Regions from separate parts of the Mus musculus genome. Here region 1 is linked to region 2. A link is a contact called in public promoter capture Hi-C data. All regions are on one chromosome and are shown on one strand. The core of a region is the stretch at or near the end of the contact, and the rest is flanking DNA. Distances in the headings are between cores, read along the strand shown.

Region 1 (3,052 bases), core at 226-2,725, 120 kb after region 2:
AGGACACGGTTGTTGTCCTTATGGTATTGTTGGTATTCTGTCTGGACTCCACTCCCACAGTTACCTGGCAACAGCCAGGTAGGCCTGGCCCACTATAAAAGGGGCTGCTTGCCCCCTCTTCTGTCTCTTACTCCTGCTTCCCACTTGATTCTCTCTTGCTCCCCATCTCTCCCCACTTCCTTCCACACTCCCCACCCCACGTGGTCATGGCCAGCTTCTACTTCTCTACTCTCTCCCTCTCTCTGCCTTTCTCTGCCTCTACCACCCTCTTAACTCCCCTCTCCATGTCCTGAATAAACCTTATTCTATACTATACTGTCGTGTGGCTGGTCCCTCAGGGGGAAGGGATGCCTCAGCATGGGCCCACCGAGGCACCCCTTCCCTCACACCTCACCACACCCCCATAGAACATACTCTTACACTTCTTTGTCTTTTTATAATCACAGCAGGTATAGTTTTCATCTGGGGGCGTTTGCCCTTGTCTGGCTTGGCAATATATTGTGTATATTGGCAATATATTGTGCTATGTGGGCCAGCATTGGCCATTCGTTGTTTTAATCACATAGGAGTGTGTTATCTCGAGCTGCCATAGACTCTGGAGTTACAGTGAGAGCCATCGACAACAGCTCTGCTTTCATTCACATAAGATTGTGTGCAGGGTGGGGGCAGTGGTTTTGGTTTCTGCTTCTCCGTTTGTGTGTTGGTTTGTTTATGAAAGTTCTAGGGAGCTAACCCAGAACTTCACACCTGTCAGGAAAGTGCCCTCCCTACCACTGAGCTGTACGCCCCCCAGTTCTGGGTGTTTTCTTGTGCTTCTTCGTGGGTCTTGCTATGTAACCCTTACACCAGGTCCCAAACCCTAGGCTGTAAGGTCAATAGAGGGGCATCCTTACCTCTGCTCTATGGAAAGCCAGGCCCAGAGGAGGAAAGCCAGGCCCAGAGCAATCGTGTGATGATGTAGCCGGTCCTGTGTAACTTTAAGCAGCTGTCTGATGGCAGGAAGCAAGCTCTCCTCCTCTGAGGTCACTTCCTGCCTTCACACTGTTTCCCACAAGCTGTTCAGGTTCCAGATCGTGCAGCAGGGAACCCTTGTTCTGTGTAATGGATGCTTCAGTGTGTTAGTACGTGTACTCGTAGACTCAGAGATTTGAAAAGCAGCTTTATTTAACACTGCCCTGTCCTTAGCTCTTTGGAGCCCCATCCACAGCCTCTGGGAAGGCTGGAGATCACGCTGCTCACCGTGCATCAAAGCCAGCCTGGCGCTGAATGGGTGTGAATTGGGGGATGCAGCCAACGGGGATCCGGTGGGCTTCCCCCCCCACTGAGGCTCAGTGCCCCCAGCCCCCGCTGTGGTATGTTTCCTTCAGTACCCAGCTGCATGCCAGCACATTCCTTGCTGGTGTGGGACAGTCCTAAAACAACTTCTGTTCCCATTGATATTCAGCGATAAGGTGACTCACACAGTTCATTTCCTTCCCCCAGCGCCAGCACAGCCAACCTTATCTGTCCAGTTTGTTTCCCAGGGTTGCTGTTGACCAAGGGGCAACCAGACCGGCTGCTCCGCCCCGTGTGTTCTTCAGGCCTGGCTCCTCCCACTCCTGTCTCCCTCTCAGGAGAAGGGCCAACATATTTAGTTTGTTCTTTAAACAAAGACTTTTAACAAATGAATATAAGACCGTTAGGCCTCCTTTCCTCGCATCCCTGCTTAGCCTGCCTTTTCTAATTACTGAGGTGATTTGTGTGTTTTGTATTTTTGGTTTGTGATTCTAGCAGCGTTCATCTTTGTCAACGAAGAAGTGGCTTTTCTTTTTTCCCCACACTTTCCCCCTTTTGTCTCATTTAAAATATATTTTTAATCATGTGGAGATGCTAGGTTAGGCATGTGTGTGAGTACAACGCCCACAGAGGCCAGAGGAAAGTGTCTGCGGCTCTGACGTGTAGTCACCGTGGTTGTGAGCCACCTGATGGGGGCGCCCGGAGCTGGTGGCGAGTGTGGAGTCCTACCTCTTGAGCTGTCTCTTGCCCAACCATGCTCTCGTTCTCATGACTCACAGCAGTTGGTCTTGGGGAGTGAGGGAGATTCCACCGCTGCGAGGTGGTGGCTGTGAGGTCAAGGTTGGTCTCCAGGCTGCTTTGCAGTGTCAGTACTGTATGGCTTTCCCTGCTGTTCATGGTGTGTCAAGGACCATGTCTGCCCTGCCTTGCATAATGCCAGGGGCACTGTGTACCAGTGGTAGTGGGAGGTGGGGATGGGGGTGGGGTGAGGATGGGGTTCTGATAGCTGTGATGTGGGGGGGGGGTGAGGGGGGGATGGTGGGGGGTGAAAATAGGGGTGAGGATGGAGGTAGGGGTGGGGGGTGAGGATGGGGAGTAGGGGTGATGGTAGGCGTGGTGGTGGGGATAAGGAGGGTGGAAGAGGATATGAGAGAAAGAGAAATGGAGGTGGAGGCTGTGGAGGCAGGGAGGGATGGCAGATTGGGAGGCGGTTTTCCCAAGAGATCAGAAGTGTCTTGAGGGCTGAGGAGCTATCCCAGTGGCCATAAGCGCTCACATGTGAGGCGATTCCCAGCGTCCATGAGAAGCTAGGTGTGGACGAGCACACAGAAAGCCAGGGGAGGCACGAGACTCACAGAACACAGATGATTATATGGGGCGGGAAGGGCACGGTCACAGGGCACAGATGATAGCACAGGGCAGGAAGGGCACCGCACCACAGTGCTGGGGCTCTCTGGTGAGAAGCCAACCCAGATGAGAAGCTGCAAGCTTCAGTTCAGTGAGGGACTCTGTCGCAACGGCATAGGGCATCTGATGTCCGCCTCTGAGAATATGCACCCATGTACAATGGTGTGCACTACAAGCACATACCCCATACATGAGTATCCATGCACCACACAAAGGAAATATCTGGACCAGCAAGATGGGTCAGTGGGTAAAGGTACTAGACAGCAAGCTTTACTACCTGAGTTTGGTCCCCAGGACACGCACAAATAAATGTCATAAATTTAAAAAGAAAGAAAGGAAGGAAGGAAGGAAGGAAGGAAGGAAGGAAGAA
Region 2 (3,255 bases), core at 695-3,194:
CAGCACCTTGGTGGCTGACATTTGTTCCTCCTCTGGAGCTCTCAGCTTGATGAAGCTCACTTCTCACCATTTTCATTACAGGAGTCACATAGGACAGCACCTTCCGGGCTGTGTTCTCTCCCGACCCCACAACAGTGTAGTGCAAATCATGGCTTTTCTTGTCTTTTGTTTGTGTTTTGAGACAGGATCTTGGGTAGCCCAGGCTGGGCCTCCCACTTGCTACATAGTAGATGACTTTAAACTTCTGATCCCCCCTCCCCCACAGCTTCTACCTCTGGCATTCTGGGATTGCAGGCCTGGTTTATGCAGCACTGCGGACTGTACCTAGGGCTCCCTGCATGCTAGACAAAGCACTCTGTCAGCTGAGCTGCATCCCAGCCAGGAATCACATGATTTGCTTAGAGCTGCTATGCTGAGTTCAAGCGTCCTGCCTGCTCACACCCATCAAGGCAGCCTGTAACACATGCAGGAGCCCCAAATTATTGGCTGGAGGATCCAGGCTTCCCCTTCAGCCTTTCCAGACAAGCCACAGGGACATGGGGTGTGTGGTAGGATGGGGGGCAGACATGAACATGGGTAACTCCATCTTGTGTTGTACTGTAATTGATTGAACCCTTTTCTTGGAGTCCAAAGCTTGGAGCTAGTCTAGTTTCAACAGTGTGAGTAAGGAATCGGGTAAGCACTGTGGACTACATGACATTTCCTTTACTTGGAGTGCATTGCCCCTGGGGTATGGTTTCCAAAGTGGACTCTGGGTCAGAGGACAAGCCTGGCAGATCTTGTTACATGGGCAGACTGCTCCCTGGAGCACTGTCAACTTAAGGTGCAGTTATTAATATTATTAAATGTGCAGCCTTCTCGGTACCCTGATTGCCCTGGGTTTTGCAACTACTAATTGCTTGTGGTATCTTAAAACCAAAAGATTTAGAAAAGTTGATATTTTCTTATTCAGTTGAGAAAAATAAGGGTGATTAACTTTGTTTCCTGCTTTCTGAAAGTCTTTTTAAAAAAATTGATTGATTGATTGATTGATTGATTTATTATTAGATATTTTCTTTACTTACATTTCAAATGCTATCCCGAAAGTTCCCTATCCCCTCCCCCCGCCCCGCTCCCCTCCCCACCCACTCCCACTTCCTGGCCCTGGCTTCCCCTGCACTGGGGTCTGAAAGTCTTTATTAAAAAAAAAAAAACAAAACAAAACCCTCAGGCTTTTGCTTTTGTCTCTTTGGCTTTATGTGTTTTTTTCTCAGTAACTATTTTTTTTTTAATCTTAAATTTCTTGGGCTTTTGAGATAGCGCCTCATATATCTCAGGCTGACCTAAACTTTCTTTGTAGCCAAAGATGACCTTGATGATTCTCCTGTCTCCGCCTCTGGAATGCTGGGTTTACAAGAGGGTACCACATGCTTGGCTTTGGTAGCTGTTCCTGGAAACACATCTCGTCTTCACCCGGATATTAAAGCGCAACCGTAGAAAAGCAAAAGCATCAGGGTTCTAAGGGGTAAAGGGCAAGTGCAAAGGGGACCACTGCATCCACAGGGGACCTCACTGCATCCACAGGGGACCACTGCATCCACAGGGGACCTCACTGCACCCACAGGGGACCTCACTGCACCCACAGGGGACCTCACTGCATCCACAGGGGACCTCACTGCACCCACAGGGGACCTCACTGCACCCACAGGGGACCTCACTGCATCCACAGGGGACCACTGCATCCACAGGGGACCTCACTGCACCCACAGGGGACCTCACTGCATCCACAGGGGACCTCACTGCATCCACAGGGGACCTCACTGCACCCACAGGGGACCTCACTGCACCCACAGGGGACCTCACTGCACCCACAGGGGACCTCACTGCATGGTTGCATCTTGTGGTTTGCTCCTCTCTTGCCTCGCGCGGTATCCTTTCCCTCCACAGCTTGCAGATTTCCCTTTCCTTTGTGGTTTTCACCAAGTCAAAAAACACTGCATCTGAAACCAAGAGTGGGTTTCCTACAGTGTTTGCTTGAACTGTAGATGAACTCCTTTTATTACCAACCGTGTCTCTCTCTTGTTCTGTTTTACAAGTGTCACATTGCCTGTCACTGTGCCTGTCTTTGGCTTCTACTTAGAAACTGGTGAAAACCTATAAACCTTCCTCAGGGGCAGCTCCAGGACTCTGAAAAGGAGGCAAGAACATTTTCAGGGCAGACCACACCCTTGCCGATCGGGAGAACTGGCTCTCTCTCTCTCTCTCTGTGTGTGTGTCCCTGTGTATGTGGACAACTGCTTGCACATCTGCTTGCACATGTGCATGCCTGTGCTCACGTTGGGGAGGAGGCAATCTGGGACTCATGTAGCTCTTGTGCCTATGACAGAACTACAAACATCTCTCACCTCATTTCACAAGGGAATGCCACAGATCCTTAGAGCTAGGACTCCTTTCTCTGAGAGCTTGTGAGCTGTGTTACATCCCTGTGGGAAGCAACCCGAGTCTATCTGAACAGCAGTGGTTGCTGCCTGTCAAGTGGTAACTGTTAGAACATGGATAAGGGCTAAAGAAAGAGTTTGGGCCGATCGCTGGGAGATCCTTGGAGTTCAGTTTCTGAAGTGGATTTTAATTTTAATTTTAGTTCGTTATGGATAAGTCTTTTCTGAGATTCAGGTTTTTTATTTTTCCATAATCCACACTATATTGACTGACACTCTGCATGTGTTTGTGCATGAGTGTCTATGGATGCATTTTTCTGGGGACTGGTAACCCAGGGCCTTACACACCTAAACCATATCCCTACACCTAGCAAGCATTGAGAGAATTCTTTTTGTCATATTACCTTCCTCCATGATTTCTTTCTTTGAATTAGATTTTAATTTTAGTTTGAGATTATAATACAATTACAGTTCTTCCTTTCTTCTCTTCCTTCCAAACTACGCCTCCTTCACTGGAGCTCAGAACCCGAGACTGCTTCTGACACCTGGTAGCTCGTTTGGTTTCAGGCCTATGAATGAGACTGTGACGTAGCTTCCTTTAGCCTGCTGTAGTCAATCTTGTAGAATGTGATTGCTGGGATTCCTGGCTGCGTATTTCTGTGAAAATTCACTTGAATTTCATTCTTGAAATTTCTTGAGTCTGCAGTTGGGTTAGTGGTCAGAGCAAAGAAGAAACCTCTGTGTTTCCATCTTAGGAAAAACAAAAACAACCCTGCTACTTGGGTGTGTGCGGGGATGGGGAAGAGGGGTGTTATTCTTGTCCAGGAAAAGACAAGCA

What was found. Capture Hi-C pulls out chosen DNA fragments and counts their contacts.
Region 1: a contact with region 2 is called in a promoter capture Hi-C map of adipose tissue. The contact joins two enhancer-like sites. A contact is called at or near these places in 4 of 484 Hi-C or Micro-C datasets (embryonic fibroblasts, nephron progenitors, uterus and 1 more), 8 of 115 datasets of contacts at active chromatin or transcription factors (craniofacial prominence, double positive thymocytes, embryonic basal ganglia and 5 more) and 3 of 9 other capture datasets (adipose tissue, embryonic stem cells and liver).

What each region holds. Positions count from the first base shown.
Region 1 is chr1:189,866,211-189,869,262 of GRCm38.p6, forward strand. The region is part of intron 18 of Ptpn14 (protein tyrosine phosphatase, non-receptor type 14); the gene reads left to right. Among named protein-coding and RNA genes, the nearest start is that of Gm26574, 29 kb to the left of the region's middle. Within about 2 kb of position 1,476, at least 166 of the 459 cell types and tissues checked have an H3K27ac peak or open chromatin away from gene starts, as enhancers often do. A contact at or near this core is called in adipose tissue and double positive thymocytes, where this site is marked.
Region 2 is chr1:189,744,772-189,748,026 of GRCm38.p6, forward strand. All of the region lies in intron 1 of Ptpn14 (protein tyrosine phosphatase, non-receptor type 14), which reads left to right. Among named protein-coding and RNA genes, the nearest start is that of Ptpn14, 18 kb to the left of the region's middle. Within about 2 kb of position 1,945, at least 27 of the 459 cell types and tissues checked have an H3K27ac peak or open chromatin away from gene starts, as enhancers often do. A contact at or near this core is called in adipose tissue and double positive thymocytes, where this site is marked.